Regions from separate parts of the Triticum aestivum genome. Here region 2 is linked to region 1. The links are chromatin contacts, called in public Hi-C maps. All regions are on one chromosome and are shown on one strand. Each heading gives the region's core, a stretch centred on a gene start, on an enhancer-like site or on the middle of the called end of the contact. The rest is flanking DNA. Distances are from core to core; before and after follow the strand shown.

Region 1 (7,843 bases), core at 3,762-6,261:
TAGACCATGAGATTGTGCAACTCCCGGATACCGTAGGAATGCTTTGGGTGTACCAAACGTCACAACGTAACTGGGTGGCTATAAAGGTGCACTACAGGTATCTCCGAAAGTGTCTGTTGGGTTGGCACGAATCGAGACTGGGATTTGTCACTCCGTATGACGGAGAGGTATCTCTGGGCCCACTCGGTAATGCATCATCATAATGAGCTCAATGTGACTAAGGAGTTAGCCACGGGATCATGCGTTACGGAACGAGTAAAGAGACTTGCCGGTAACGAGATTGAACGAGGTATTGGGATACCGACGATCGAATCTCGGGCAAGTAACATACCGATAGACAAAGGGAATTGTATACGGGATTGATTGAATCCCCGACATCGTGGTTCATCCGATGAGATCATCGTGGAACATGTGGGAGCCAACATGGGTATCCAGATCCCGCTGTTGGTTATTGGCCGGAGAACGTCTCGGTCATGTCTGCATGGTTCCCGAACCCGTAGGGTCTACACACTTAAGGTTCGGTGACGCTAGAGTTGTTATGGGAAATAGTATGTGGTTACCGAAGGTTGTTCGGAGTCCCGGATGAGATCCCGGACGTTACGAGGAACTCCGGAGTGGTCCGGAGGTGAAGATCGATATATCGGACGAAGGGTATTGGAGTCCGGAATTGTTCTGGGAGTACCAGGTGACGACCAACGTGACCGAAAGGTGTTTCGGAGGCCCCGGCAAGCGTTGGGGGGCCTTATGGGCCAAGGGGAGGGGGCACACCAGCCCACTAAGGGGTTGTGCGCCCCTCCCAACCCCTCTCAGATAACCAGGAGAGGTGGGGGCGCCACCCCTAGGGCAGCCGCCCCTCCCGGCTTGGGGGGCAAGTGTCCTAGGGGGTGGGGGCGCCCAAACCCATCTAGGGTTTCCCCTGGCCGCCTCCTCCTCCTCTAGATCCATCTAGAGGGGCCGGCCCCCTACCCCCTTTCCCCTATATATAGTGAGGGAGAGAGAGGGCAGCCGCACCCCTTGCCTGGCGCAGCCCTCTCCTCCTCCAACTCCTCCTCCTCCTCCGTAGTGCTTAGCGAAGCTCTGCCGGAGAACCACGAGCTCCATTGCCACCATGCCGTCGTGCTGCTGGAGTTCTCCCTCAACTTCTCCTCTCCCCTTACTAGATCAAGAAGGAGGAGACATCCCCGGGTTGTACGTGTGTTGAACGCGGAGGCGCCGTCCGTTCGGCACTAGATCGGATCTTCCGCGATTTGAATCGCCGCGAGTACGACTCCATCAACCGCGTTCTTGTAACGCTTCCGCTTAGCGATCTTCAAGGGTATGAAGATGCACTCCCTCTCTCTCGTTGCTAGCATCTCCTAGATTGGTCTTGGTGACACGTAGGGATTTTTTTGAATTATTGCTACGTTCCCCAACAAATTGTTGCGCAAATTCTTCAAAAACCACACCCAACTTTTCTCCGACTCCATCTCCAACACACCATATGCCATTGGGAAAAGCCAGTTGTGTGCATCAAGTACACAAGCATCTGTTAGTTGTCCCCTAAATCATCCATCTAATGTTGTTGCATCCACAACGAAATAAGGCATGCAACCATCTAGAAACCCCTTCCAGCAAGCCCTTGAAACAAACAAAAGCCCTCCTGAAACATTCCTTCTCAAATGTCTTCCCCCTAATTTTGTATTGTACAATATGCTTGTCAAGCTCTACAACACTGCCTGGACTTGCCATCTCCACTTCAGCTTTGTAGGTGTACAACAAAGCAAAACCATCATCTCATGGACCATTAATTCCGTCAAGAGCCATTTCCTTTGCATAAAACAATCCACATGTACGGTATGCTCATCTTATACTTCTCAAACAACAACTTGTATAGTGTTGTAGGACCAAGTGTTGGTGTCTCTCTAAGCCAATCCATGATTGCATCTGCCACTCACCTAGTTTTTGTTAATTTTGTTGTTTGGATCTTCCCCCCCTATAGGTGGGCAAGTGTGCGTATGTGCGTTCAATTTAACATGAAAATTATATTTACTTGTACGCATACAGGAGGCATGTAACCTCTACCTACACCTCTCATATGGATAGCGAACCATCAATCTTCTGGGTTCACTCTTGTCAATCACAAAATCATTTTGAGTGAGAATGCAGTATGTAGTCAGTGCATTTCGACAGTCCATCATCAATTCAAGTATTGTTCCTTGGGTAAGTTTAGGATCATTCCTGTCCCACGCAATTGTTGGCATGTCCTCACCGGCGTATTCATCTGGAACCATCATGTCAACATTCTCTTCCTTCTCTTCATATCAGTGTCATCAAATCTAGCAGGGCCGACTGGCTCCTCCGGGCATTAATCCTGCATTGCTTGTTTGCTGAATTCATCAACCAATTCAGGGTACATCCTCTCATCCTCGTCATCGTTACGAGGCACTGGCTCATCAGGCTGTGCATCATCTTCTACACCCACTACATCACTCGTCCGGCTTTCACTGCTACTAGGTTTAGCAGGTCCTGATCTACGAGGAGTGCGGGACCACTCACTATTAGCAGAGTTATCAGGTGTCGCACCCTTTCCTTTTCCCATTCTTTTGGAGGCCAAAGTACGTTGATTTGAATTTTATCGAAACGGCTGAGAGCATTAAAGCAAGAAGATTTTATACATGCTTGTCGCACGTTAGCGGCACAAACTTTTGCTCACTACTATCAAAATATTTCAGTTCAACAACATCGGCTTGGCTCCAAGGATAATCAGAACAGAGGGAGTTGCATAAATCTTTAAAGGAAATAATTGTTTCTACTACCTTTGGATAGCAAAATCCAGACAAATGATGCGCTTTTGTACCCCGCACGATGCTAGTTTCCATTATAACTGCGAGCCGAAACGCAAGCGCTCGATCAATCCTATACTTAGGCAGGCAATAATTTAGTCAAGTAGGCAGAAATTCACGCGCCCATTGGTCAAATTAATACTAGGCACATTATCGAGTTAGATCACACATTTCAAGGGGTTCGAGGCTTATCCAGTCGGAATCCATGAGTCCTCTGCTGCTCCTAGTTCGCCCCAATCCTCCCCACGGTCGATGGTATGGAGGCCGGTGTCCCTCGACATTGCCCAAGCCTATGAAGCTCAATCTGTTGCCGCAAGTCCACCCTCCAGATCCCCTTGAGCCAGTACAAGCCTGGGGCACAGAACGCAGCGGATCAGTGCACCGTGGGCGAGGGTTCCTGTCGATTACAGGCTAGATTGGGAGATGGTGGTGTGCTGGGTGGGTAGGGGTTCGGGGGGGGGAGGGAGGGGTACGTACGGTGCAACCTTTCTTCGGTCGCTCCGTCGGCTATCGGTGGCAGCGACGATTGTGTGGGGAACGGCTCGGGTACGGGCTGTTCGAAATGTGGAGAGAGAGAGAGAGAGACGTCCACCTGCCTAGGCCCCACCTGAAGTAAATTGCCCCCGCCCCACATGTCAGGATATCAGGCGACCCATCTAGTTAGGAGGAGACACACACAAAAAACTAGTCGGGAGGTAACGGTCAAAGACTTTGATCGGACGATAGTGCAACGTTCGGGCTTTTGTGAGCTGGTGGTGGAGGGGAGGACAAAAGTAAGCAAAGTTAGTTGTCTTGGCAAAAGTGAGCACAACTAAGCAACCGGGGGCACATAAATAGAAATCCCTTGATTTAACAAGACATGCAGATATTTCTTTTTCTTTTCTTTTTTTATACTTGATCAAATCACTTAGATATGCAATAATTAGGACACATCTAGACATGCCCTTAACAGGTCCTTGCGGAAGTATCTAATGTAATCGGGTCTTTCCTTGCCCTCTTGCTATTTATAATAAACTAAAATACAATGGGTATTGTGTTTTTTTTTAGAAATTGTTCATTCAAATCACGAATCAGTACATAGTAGGTGACCCTTACAAGCACACTGAAACGCAAAAGCAAAGGACCATGAACACCTAGAGTACCCTAAGACAACCATAACACAAGAAGATCTCTGGAGCCCTGTGTCATCATCCCTGAATCTTGAGAGAAGACCCCTGCAGCAGAAGGATCTGCAACCAGTCGCAAACAGGTCACCATCTTTGACCACGGTACAATTGCCACGCTGCTTCCTCCTTTTTTGACACCAGTGCTAAGAGGGCATGGACATCAATCCAACACACCTGCAACAGCCGTCGCCATTTTTGGCTTTGAGTACCGCAAAAAGTGTCCCTTCCGGAAGGAAGAGAACTTGAGTCATCCGACCGGTCCAGCACCACGGCCAGGCCATCCGCCCGGGCAAAGCAGGATCTCCCACCAGCATCAGCGCAGAGGAAGGAGAAGAACAGCAACAACAAATCGTACCAACAAGGAAGAAGAAAGGTCTTCGTCTCCCTACCTCCATCGCCCATCTGAGGATCCAAACAGCCAGTGCCGATGGACCTCCAACCACCATAGCCCACGACCTCAACGAGATCCGGGGATCCCCAACACCGCTGGCTCCTAGACGAAGGCAAAAGCCTCGCCTAACCGCGAACGGAGCCCGGAGAAACTTATTCCGACGTGACACCACCGCAACGGCCTCGGCAGCGTCTCCCTCAACCCTAACCCTACCACATACCCACCTAGTGAACAGACCCGAGGTTCCCCCTCCCTCCCGCCGTTGGAGCGGCCGACGGAGAGAGAGGGAACCGGCGGCGTCACCGACGGCACGCAAGGGACCCTTAGTCGCCTCCTTGATCGCCTCAAGCGATCCAACTTTTCCGGGCGTGCGGTTGGCGATGTCTAATCCTCCCGAGCCACAATGGGTATTGTGTTTCACGAAAAGAAAAGATAGAATAGTATCTGCAAAATTGCCTTTTCTTCCGAATCAATCGTGTAAAATTGCCATAAAGCTCGGTGTGCTCCATTTACTCACTAGCTGTCTCCAGCCTGTTTTATTATTATTATTATATTAAAAAAAAGGAAAGAAAAGCTGTCTCCAGCCTGTAGTCCTCCACTAAAAAAGACCAGGTTATTCAACTCTAACCTCAAACTAACCAAACAAGAAGCAGCCGCGTCGGCGAAGCCAAAAGAGAAACCATACTAGCACTACCAAGAGAGAAAACAATTTTAAAAGAATTTCGAGTTCGCGACAGCGAGAAGCAGAGCCGGGTCGCGGGGCCGCGGGCGGGCGTGCGCGTTAGCATGGAGAGCGAGACGGCGGCGCGCGGTGGCCGGAGCCAGCCGCTGGCGGAGGAGGCGGTGGGGTCCAGCCGCACCATGGAGCGCGTCGCGGCTGCGAAGAAGATCATCGAGAACGACTACCGCGAGCGCATGAAGAATCTCCGGGAGCGCAACGAGAGGTACCGCCGGCCTCCCGTCCCGAAACTCCCGATTTTGTCTATTCGGCCGCGTGCGGGTGTACCTGGATCTCGGGGGGTCGGGATGATCGAGGGATTGGGGATATCTCAGCGATTCGGGGGTTTATACTTTTGTCCTCTGTAGTTTCCGCTGCATGTCTAGCTTGTAATTCGGCGACTTTTAGGGTAGTTTGTTCTAGACTGTGGCTGTAGATTATACTGTGAGCTACTCCATCTTTGAACCTTTTCTTTTCTAGAATATGCATGAGTGTGCATATCATATACTCCATCCGTCCCAAAATAAGTGAGCTCGGACACTTATTTTGAGACAGGAGGGAGTATTACAGAAGAAAGGGGTGAAGAAATCAAGAAACCTCCACAAGGTTTACAACCGATTTACAAGGCTCTCACTAGCCACCACAAGATAGTTACATCACTATGGGATTACTCGCGGCTAGCCTGCCTACTCAGACCACCGAAGAAAAACTCAAAGTTAGTAGACCCGCTGATTTCCGTGTCCGTCCTTCAAGATTAATGTTCCGCAAGGCTAGTTGATGGGATGGGGATGCGCCGTCGAACACTATGGTGTTACAGTGTTCCCAAAGTTCCCATAAGCAAAGCGTGATAATCGCCTTTAGGTCTCTTGGTGAGCATTGAGCCGCAACCCGCGTGGTGCACCACTCCACCAACTCCACGTCCGCCACTGGAGTTTGGTTTGGCTCGTCGCAAGCGCTCCAAATCCATAGCCACAGGTTCTCGCAAAGACACATGTGAGGAGGATGTGGTTGATTGTTTCGACCTGTTGGTTGCAAAATGGGCACGTAGTTTGGTGTGGGAGTCCTCGGCGCGCGTCTGAAGTCCAGCAACGGTTCCGCATGGCCAGCCACGAGAAGAACCGGCCTATCTTTGAACTTTGGGACGTGCAATTACGGTGTAGGTTGGGGCGAGCTGATTCGCTGAGGGATTTTGGATGGTTGATAGTTACTCTCTCCGTCCCATAATGTAAGACGTTTTTCGACTCTAGTGTAGTGTCAAAAAACATCTTACATTATGGGACGGAGAGAGTATCTGTTAATTGGATTGAATTGTTGCTCATTGCTCCCGTTGAGCTGAGCATCCTTTGTCAATGAGGTTCTTGGATTGTAGCTAGAAGAAAACAGGGGCTTGTGTTGTCTGATTGTTTATGTGGAGAATTTGTCTTGACATATTGGTGTTTGCAGCGTGCAGACCTGAGTTTCTTGCTCCATGCTCACTAGTGCTGTCTTCTGTACTTTTTGGGGGTGGTTTGCCTGTTGGTATGCTCAGACATGCTGTAAGTTGGGTTTTAGGGCATCTCCAAGTCGGGCACCCATTCCGGCTGCAAATGTTTGGCCTGTCTGGTACATACACTTTTAGCCGTCCAACGCGGGCACCCATTTTGAGCCGGACTATCTGGAATATCCTAGCCTGGCCCCAAATCGAGGGGCGGAGTAGGGGAGTCCAGACATCTGCCACGTCAGATCCGACGTCCCGGACCCACGCCAAAAACCCTAATCAGTCCCTTCCCCGTCACACACCTCTCTCTCTCTTTCCATGCCCGACCCCAAGGCTGCTACCAAATCCACCTCGGCCGCCGCCGTAGCAGCAATACCACCACCACTGGCCTTTGCCACCGCAATGAATCTCTCCGGCCCAATGCACTTGACCTTGTCCAACATCTTTGAGGTGCTACTGTCGCAAGCACCCACGTCGGCCAAATCCGGAGAGTATCAAGCGGCAAGAGCGCCGCACGAGAGAGAAGGCGCAAGGGGCCAGTGCGGCGGTGTGAGCATGAGCTCGTCTTGCAAGCTATGCTGCTGTGCCGGGTGTGCCTGCACACGCGTCGCCCCACGGCGCCCCTGCCTACCACTACAGCCCGGACTCACAGCAGTCCCCCACCTCCACCCACTCTGGTCTCCCGTTCATCATCAACCTCAACATCGACTACAACTTCACCGAGTCATTGCGGCTCATCCGGCAGCATACACCACCGGAGGATATCTTCTCCGCAGGTGCTCGCACCCTGTTCAGCGGACCTCCCCCTCCTAAGCTCGACATCGGCCAAAGAGGTGATGATGTCCATGATCAACGATGGTCAAACGAACGGAGGAGTGGAAAAACAATACTCGCCGACGCCCGAGATGGAAGCAAAGAAAGCGAAGAGAGGAGTTGTATACACCACCAAGGAGGACGAGTTGTTTTGCTTGGCTTGGTTGGGCAATAGTGTTGATCCATTTGTCGGTGCTGAGCAAAGGGGTGCGATGTTTTTTAGGAAGGTGCCCAGCAAAGGGGTGTGACCTTATTGAGGAAGGTGCGTGAGTTCTTTCATGGCATGAAGAACTACCCACCGTATCATGCGGTGAAAATCGGTGATCGGAGTGAGAACTCCTTCAATCATCGGAACAAGTATTGTGGTGCATGTGCCCAAATCAAGAACAATGCACCAAGTGGCATGGGTATCGTTGAGCTTGTAAGCTTCGCTTCCCATAAAGTTCATCATATGAT
Region 2 (7,843 bases), core at 2,372-4,871, 580 kb before region 1:
AGTTCCATGATTATTCCTTAGTGTCTGAATGAAATCATTTCTGATGTCAAACGCAGAACCTGACTATGGAGTTGTTAGTATGCACCATGTTGGAATACTATGTGAAAATCTTGAAAGGTCGATGGCATTCTACCAGGACCTCCTTGGTGAGTTATCTGCGAGTTGTATATGTTTCACATGTATATGCACTGCTTATAAAGTAAAATGATACTGTTGATCATTCAGGTCTTAAGGTGAATCCTGCTAGGCCAAATGACAAGCTTCCGTACAGAGGTGCTTGGCTCTGGGTTGGTTCTGAGATGATCCACTTGATGGAGCTGCCAAATCCAGATCCACTGACAGGACGCCCAGAGCATGGTGGGCGTGATCGTCATACCTGTATAGCAATCAGAGATGTCTTGAAGTTGAAAGAAATCTTTGACAAAGCTGGTATATCTGAATTCCAACTCTATTTTTTTTCTGCTGTGTACAACAGACACTGGCTACAGTGTGCACATACATTTTTCCTCTACTTGCCACCAATAACGGTAACCGCTAGTAGAGCATTTAACCTTACATTACTGCGGTGAGTAGCACAAAGTTTCAACAATTCAACAACTAAACACACAAGCTCCACAAGGATCTGTATACTTACTCATGGATAAAAAAAAACTCCCTCAGATTCATATTACTTGTGACCCACTTAGTACAACTTCAGTACAAAGTTGTATTAAGTGTGTGGCAAGTAATATGGATCGGAGGGAGTATTAAATTCTAAAGTGACCCATGAAAACCCATGGATTGGTAGTACAAGTACTAAAAATCGAACTTATAAAACTGCAGGATGGCGCTTGCCTTGGTAGATATGGTTGCAGAGATATACATATTCATTGTCTCAACTGTATCTGTAAATTACTGTTAATAGAGTGAAGTTATCCATAGTATGTTATGGTTCTGCCTAAATTTGTAAGTGTTGCCGTAGTCAGGCTATTTGTGTGACAGACATGGCAATCAAAACCTCTGAGGGTAAAGTTATAGGTGTCTTGACTCTGGAAAAACCTGTCCTGGATTTAAAATAACCATTCTGTAGAAATTGTTGAAAGGTGTCAAAAGTGCGGTCTGATGTTATAGTTGATTCAACACTTGAACAGTGATGTTGATCAGATAATCTTTTAAAAGACTGGTCAATTGATTTCTATGGATCTCGAGCATATTATGTCCACATGACTTTAGCACCTACATTCCCATCTCTTTGACATGAGAACAAAAAGACTCACTGTTCCATGTTTTATGATAGAACTTAATTCTCTTAGTTGACATTACCGCGGCACCTACTATGACTTTATAATGTTGCATTGCACTTTTGCAATTCATTATGCTGGATTGTAATTAGCCTCACAAAATTTCTCTATTGTCCATTGTCCGACAACACAATGACCTTCTACACCTTGACCATGATGCAGGAATCAGCTACACGCTCAGCAAATCCGGGCGACCAGCGATCTTTGCACGAGACCCGGATGGAAACGCGTTGGAATTTACACAAGTGTAACAAGTGAGAGTCAAATTTCCAACTAGAACACACCTCACAGAATGGTGCTTGTAAGATTACTGTATCCAAGACCTTGTTGCAGGTCTTGCTGTCTAGCAAACAAGATCTGGCTGGGGCAATTCTGCTTGTGCCTTGTACATACCAGTCAAGAAATTGAGATGTATCTATCACATGATGATAAACTGGCATTTAAAATGTTAGCCAATTTGGTCTGTAGTAGTGATTGAGTATTACTGAATGACATGGGTATGGACAAATGAATATTGTAAATTCCTTCCACATTATGATACTTACATCAGATTTGAATGCGCTACGTTTTCTGATATCATTGTCAGTGCCTTCTAAATATCTCTTGGAACAAGCATGAAAAAAATAATCCTAATCCCATCCGAAAGCTGTATGTCCTGAACTGGGATTCTTCCTATGCTTTCATGGAAGATCAGTAGCTCATCACATTACAGAAGCCCGCGTTTTGACATGGTGAACAGACCCCTAGAGGAATGTAACGCTGGGGTGGCCGCCATGGAGGAGGTCGTGAGCAATCCTGTCCCGCTCCTTGTCGGCCGCTGCGGACAGCACTGGATTGGCAGCGGCGACCACGTCGGCGTCGTCCTGCTGGGAGAGTTCGGACTGGAAGTCGGCGTCGAGCTCCTCGCCGCTGCGTTCGCAGAAGTTGTGCAGCACGCAGCAGGCACCGATCATGTTGTGGAGGTCCGGCAGCTTGGGCTCGGTGCGGCGCTGCAGGCAGCGCCACCGCCCCTTGAGCCTCTGGAAGGCGCCCTGTGCTGCTGCGCGCGCGGCGGCGATGCGCTCGTTGAAGGCGTGCTGCGCCCATGTCAGGTTCTGGTGCGCGTACGGCACGAGCATCCAGTCCGTGAGCGGGTAGCTCGCGCCGCCCACCAGCCGGCACTGGTCGTCTCCGAGCATGCCGGTCTCGCAGCGGGCGTGCAGCGCGGACCTCTCGAGCACGGCGGCGTCGGACAGCGAGCCAGGGAGGCCGATGCACACGTCTGTGAAGGCGCCGTCAGCGTCCACGACGGCCTGCACGGCGACGGAGTAGGAGGCCTTGTTGTTCCGCTCCGTGAGGCGGCGGTTGTAGTACTCGGCCACGTTGTCCTTGGGTGGGCCGATGGGGATGTGGTCGGTGTACACGGAGCCGACGACGCCGGGGAACCCGGACAGGGCCTGGAACCTGGCGGCGGGGGATTCCAGTGGCCAGCGGACGGCCTTGGGCAGGAGGACGGCGGTGAGGGCGGCGCAGACCTGGAGGACGATGTTGTGGCAGGTGGAGATGCCGAGACCGAAGCGGCGGGAGACCTCGCGGAGGGGCTCCCCGGTGGCGAGGCGCCAGAGGCAGACCGCGACGCGCTGGTGCACGGGTATGGCAGCGCGCAGCGCGGTGTCCTCCTTGGCGACGGCGGCGCTGAGCTCGTCGCAGAGCGCGTCGAAGGTGGCGCGCGACATGCGGAAGGCCTGGCGGAACTCGGCGTCCGGGCACGCCGGGCCGCTGAGGCGGTCCCACCACTCCGTGCTCCGCTCCCTCACCCACACCCGCCGGCCCCCGCTCCTTGCCGCTGGCGCTGCGTCGCCGCCGCTGTGGGCAGGCGAGGTGGGCGGCGAGCCCTGCACCTTCCTCCTGACCGCCGGCGGCCGCGACGAGCCGTCGTCTCCCGCGGGGACGAAGCCGCGCTTCCTTCCTTGACCAGTCATTTCCGCTGGTGGCGCCGCGGCCGGCGGTGGCAACGGCGCGGCGGCGTGTCCGAAGAAGGCTGGCGCGGCCTCGGCGCCGCCGTAGTAAGGGAAGACGTCGGGCGCGGCGGCGAGGTCGTCGTTCATGAGGAAGGCGAGGAGGGAGGAGTGGTCGTCGGCAGCTGCTGGGCCGTCGAAGAGCGATGGAAGAGGGGTGAAGGGCGTGAGGTAGGTGCTCATGATCCGATCGGTCTCGTCGAGTCTTGGCTGGCGGAGCTAGCTCGATCGGCGGCGGCACTCCGAAGTACAGTACTGGCAGTCGGGTGCTTCAGTGAGACGCGGGATGAGGAGGATATATGATCGACGAGGAGGAGGAGGAGGAGGAGATGGTTGAGGTGTGATGAAGCGCGGGGGCGAAGTCATATATAGGTATGGGGCCGCGGGGGGAGCTGGGGACGCGGTACGCGTGACGGGAGACTAAAATTATGAGGCGGAGAAGGCGCGCGGAAGGCCGTCGCTCGCCCGCGTGTGTGGCGTTGTACCGCGGCGTACGCGGGTGGGGAGAACGGAGGGGGGAGGAAAGCGAGTGGCCGAGCCGAGTAGAGCTGCTAGAGTGGTGGGCTGCGATTCGCTGCCGGGTCCCACCGAAACGGGGTTCTATTATAGAGGGGAAAATGGGAAGGAAAATATCGTCTGTGGTGTGGTGGACTGATTTGGGGGCTGCCTGGCCGTACTGCCGTGTGGAGTGGTGGACTGACCGGTCCGTGACGGCTCTTTCTCTTTCCGCGGGTTTCTTTTGTCACGACCCCTGGATTGTATGGCCGGCTAGTCTTTTTCTATGGGTGCCTACGCGTCAACCGGATCGCCACCGTGCACTACAAAACTACTCTTTTTTTTTTGCGGGAACACTACAAAACTACTCGCCTTGTGGTTCTAGAAAGAAGCGGATTACCGTAATGTTTTTCTTTTCCGGATTAAAAAATGTTGCGGTCAAGTTTTTGTGACGGCATGCTCTTCTTTTTATTTAACTACTAACACAAATGTCAGTGCGTTGCAACGGGTGAAAAAAACAAACTTCACCTCAAAAGAGCAATGAACCAGCAAAGGCGCAACAAAGGTCCTGGTGAGTTGACGGATGCTGGCCAGTGGCCAGGGGTAGAGCCAGAGAAAAAATGATCGTCCCAGTGTAAAATCACACAAGCTTTATATCTAAAAACAGGGTGTCACACACTATACTATACACAAAATTACCATGGAATCAATTTTGCACGTGGTGTCTTGTGCGCCAGGAAGCTGAACATGGGTACGCCCTGCCAGTGGCATGAATAGACCCCCTCTTCATGTGCTTTATGACATGCTCTAATCCACCGTAGTGTCTTCTATCATCCTACTAGTGAATTTATGAACATGAAGGTACACTTCCTTTTATCTACATTATTTGCTCTGATGCATATAGCAAAGACACATTTAACTCATTGCTTGCTCTGACATGCTTATGTATTCACATGTTCTTATATTCTATCTTTACATGATTGCATACATGTAAGGGAAGCCTATGCATGTTACATGTCTTTCCAAAGCTTTACTTGTTACTCTTCATATCGTTATCTAAAGGTTTGATGTATGTTGTCATCAATTACTAGGGGTGGAAAGTGGTAGCGGATAATCCGAAATATCCGATATTCGTATTCGAGAAAATGCTATTCGTATCCAAAACGTCCGCATCCGAACCAAAATGGAAATGGAAATTATCCGTATCCGAATTTATTAAACAAATAAAAAATAAAATATGGTAGGAGATTTTGACACAAATATGGATATGGAAGTGGATATATCCGTATCCGAATAAGATTATGGGATGTAATTTTTAAAGTTCTAGCCCCAATATTCCAATTATCCAACATAAAAGCCAAATAAGTGGTCAAATTTTACTCTTTATATGATTAAACTTAGAAATTATTGTGCATTACAGTAGTATTTATTCATAAATGTATTTATCATTGACTTATTGTATGCCACAAGTTGATTATTGCATGTCACATACCTATTGACTAATTTACTTAAGCAATATGTCGATATTATTCGTATCCGTTCCGAATAAAGAAAACATCCGATATGTATCCGTATTCGAATAATATTCGAGCCACATCCGTATCCGATAACATCCGTATTCGTTTTGAAAATATGAAAACGGAAGTGCTAAGAGTACGATCCCATCCGCATCCGATTCGTTTCCACCCCTATCAATTACCAAAAAGGGGGAGATTGAAAGCACAAGTGCTCCCTGGGTGATTTTGGTAATTAATGACAACATATATCTTGTTAGACTAATACCTTTGCCTAGTGTATTTCAGACCAGTTCAACAATGGCATGGCAAGGACAAGAGGATGTGGAACCTTCAAAATGCTAAGGACACATATTGGCAAAAGCTCAAGACTCTTCATTTTCATTTTAGTGATCCAAAATCACATTGAGTCCATAGGAAAGCCAATACTATTAAAAGGGGATGAGGTGTTGCTTAATGGTCTACTTTCTCAAAGTGCTTAGTGATATTGCTCCAAAACCCTCGGCCACTTTCTCATTTCCACATTTATCCAAAACCCAAAGTCAAACTCGGCCTCACAGATTTTATCTATCTGGCACCAGCGAGTTCTTTTGACATAGCCACTGCCAGAAACCCTAGACAACTCGGTCACACCGATACGGATCTCGGTCTCACCGAGATGGCCTTGCAAACTCTCTGTTGCCTATTGTAATTATTTCGGTCTCACCGAAATGTGCAATCGGTCCCACCGAACTTGCTTGACATCCTCTCTGTTGCCTTATTGCTTCACTTCGGTCTAACCGAGTTGGTGCAATCGGTGCCACCAATTTGATGTTTGCCCTAAGCCCTAGCACATCGGTCCCACCGAGTTGATCCAGTCGATCCCACCTATATTCCTAACGTTCACATTTTGAACTAAATCGGTCTCACCGAGTTCTTCTATTCGGTCTGACCGAGTTGGGTCAAATGTGTGTAACGGTTGATTTGTGTGGAGGCTATATATACCCCTCCACCCCCTTCTCCATTTGAGAGAGATCCATCAGAACGTGCCTACACTTCCACTACTCATTTTCTGAGAGAGAACCACCTACTCATGTGTTGAGACCAAGACTATCCAATCCAATCACAAGAATCTTGATCTCTAGCCTTCCCCAAGTTGCTTTCCACTCAAATCATCTATTCATCATAGCCAAATTTGTGTGAGAGAGTTGAGTGTTGGGGAGACTATCATTTGAAGCACAAGAGTAAGGAGTTCATCATCATCACACCATCTATTACCTTTTGGAGAGTGGTGTCTCCTCGATTGGTTAGGGCAAGATTGTGGAGTTGAAGCAAGGATTTTGTAAGGGCAAGGAGATCGCCTACTTCGTGAAGATCTACCCGAGTGAGGCAAGTCCTTCATGGGCGATGGCCATGGTGGGATAGACAAGGTTGCTTCTTCGTGGACCCTTCGTGGGTGGAGCCCTCCATGGACTCGCGCAACCATTACCCTTGGATAAGGATACCGAGTGGGTTGAAGTCTCCATCAACGTGGATGTACGATGGCACCACCTATCATAACCATGCCAAAAATCTCTGTGTCTACATTGCGTTTGCACACTCCAATCCCATCCCTTTACTTTCTTGCAATTAGCATGCTTTCCTCTTTCCGCTGCTCATACTCTTGCCATGCTTGCTTGAAATGTATTGTGAATGCTTAAACTTGTGTTAAAACTCCACCTCAACTTGAAGAACTTAAAAATTGCTATTTTTTCTTGGTGAGGGTCTAATCACCCCCCTCTAGACACCTCTTCTCGATCCTTTCAATTGGTATCAGAGAATTGGTCTCCATTGCTTTGATTTAATCACCATTGGAGGAAGATGGATGAGTCTATGATTGGGAGACGTAGAGTGTTTATGCTTGACGGAGAGTTCTATAGTGCTTGGAAAAATGAGATGCTTCAGATTTTCAATGAATATAATTTGAAAAAGTACATTACTAGCCATTGTGTGCCTCCTATTGATCCCTTGCATCCTACCCCCGATGAGTATCTTGACATGACCCGCAATCTTAGAACTATTGATCTTATCATGAGAGGATTGCCTAGAAATTTGCTTGTATGCTCGCCTACATTTGAATGTGCTTATACTATATGGAGATATCTTGAGGAGCGCTTTCCAAACTATTCCTTGAAAGATCTAGATGAGATTCTTCAAAAGTCCATTGCTTTTCATAAGATGAAACCTAGTGATCCTAAATTTGATGATTGTCTATTTGAGCTTCGTGACCTTATGCGTGCCAAAGGAGATGTTGGAGTCATTAGTAGCATCATCTCACAAGTCATTAGAATTCATAAATATGCACATTGTCATGGTCATAAAATCTAATGAATCACTCTCTCTAGGTGATGATCAATCACAAGACGATGTTGAACATGGATACTATGATGAGGATGATGATGGTGACTTTGATCTTGATGAGTCAATGAGACACTTTTGGTTTTATGGCAAACCTTCGTGGTTACATGGTCGGAGGAAAGTAATGGGTTCTTGATAGTGGATGTACCGATCACATGACCGGAGACAAGGACATGTTTCA

The links. Hi-C and Micro-C count contacts between places; a contact is called where the count stands out from the background.
Region 2: a Hi-C map of leaf shows a contact between it and region 1, with 6 times the contacts expected there. The contact joins the promoter of LOC123180726 here to the promoter of LOC123180725 in region 1. A contact is called at or near these places in 2 of 5 Hi-C or Micro-C datasets (both in leaf).

The regions. Positions count from the first base shown.
Region 1 is chr1D:126,159,786-126,167,628 of IWGSC CS RefSeq v2.1, reverse strand. LOC123180725 (serine/threonine-protein kinase 38-like) reads left to right here and starts at 5,011. Exons shown (of 13, transcript XM_044592841.1): 1 at 5,011-5,323. The coding sequence starts at 5,166.
Region 2 is chr1D:126,739,145-126,746,987 of IWGSC CS RefSeq v2.1, reverse strand. It overlaps LOC123180726 (protein ALP1-like), which reads right to left and starts at 3,621. Exons shown (of 1, transcript XM_044592843.1): 1 at 1,781-3,621. The coding sequence starts at 3,460. The coding sequence ends at 2,024. It overlaps LOC123180727, which reads left to right. Exons shown (of 4, transcript XM_044592844.1): 2 at 57-146; 3 at 226-429; 4 at 1,443-1,856. The coding sequence ends at 1,531.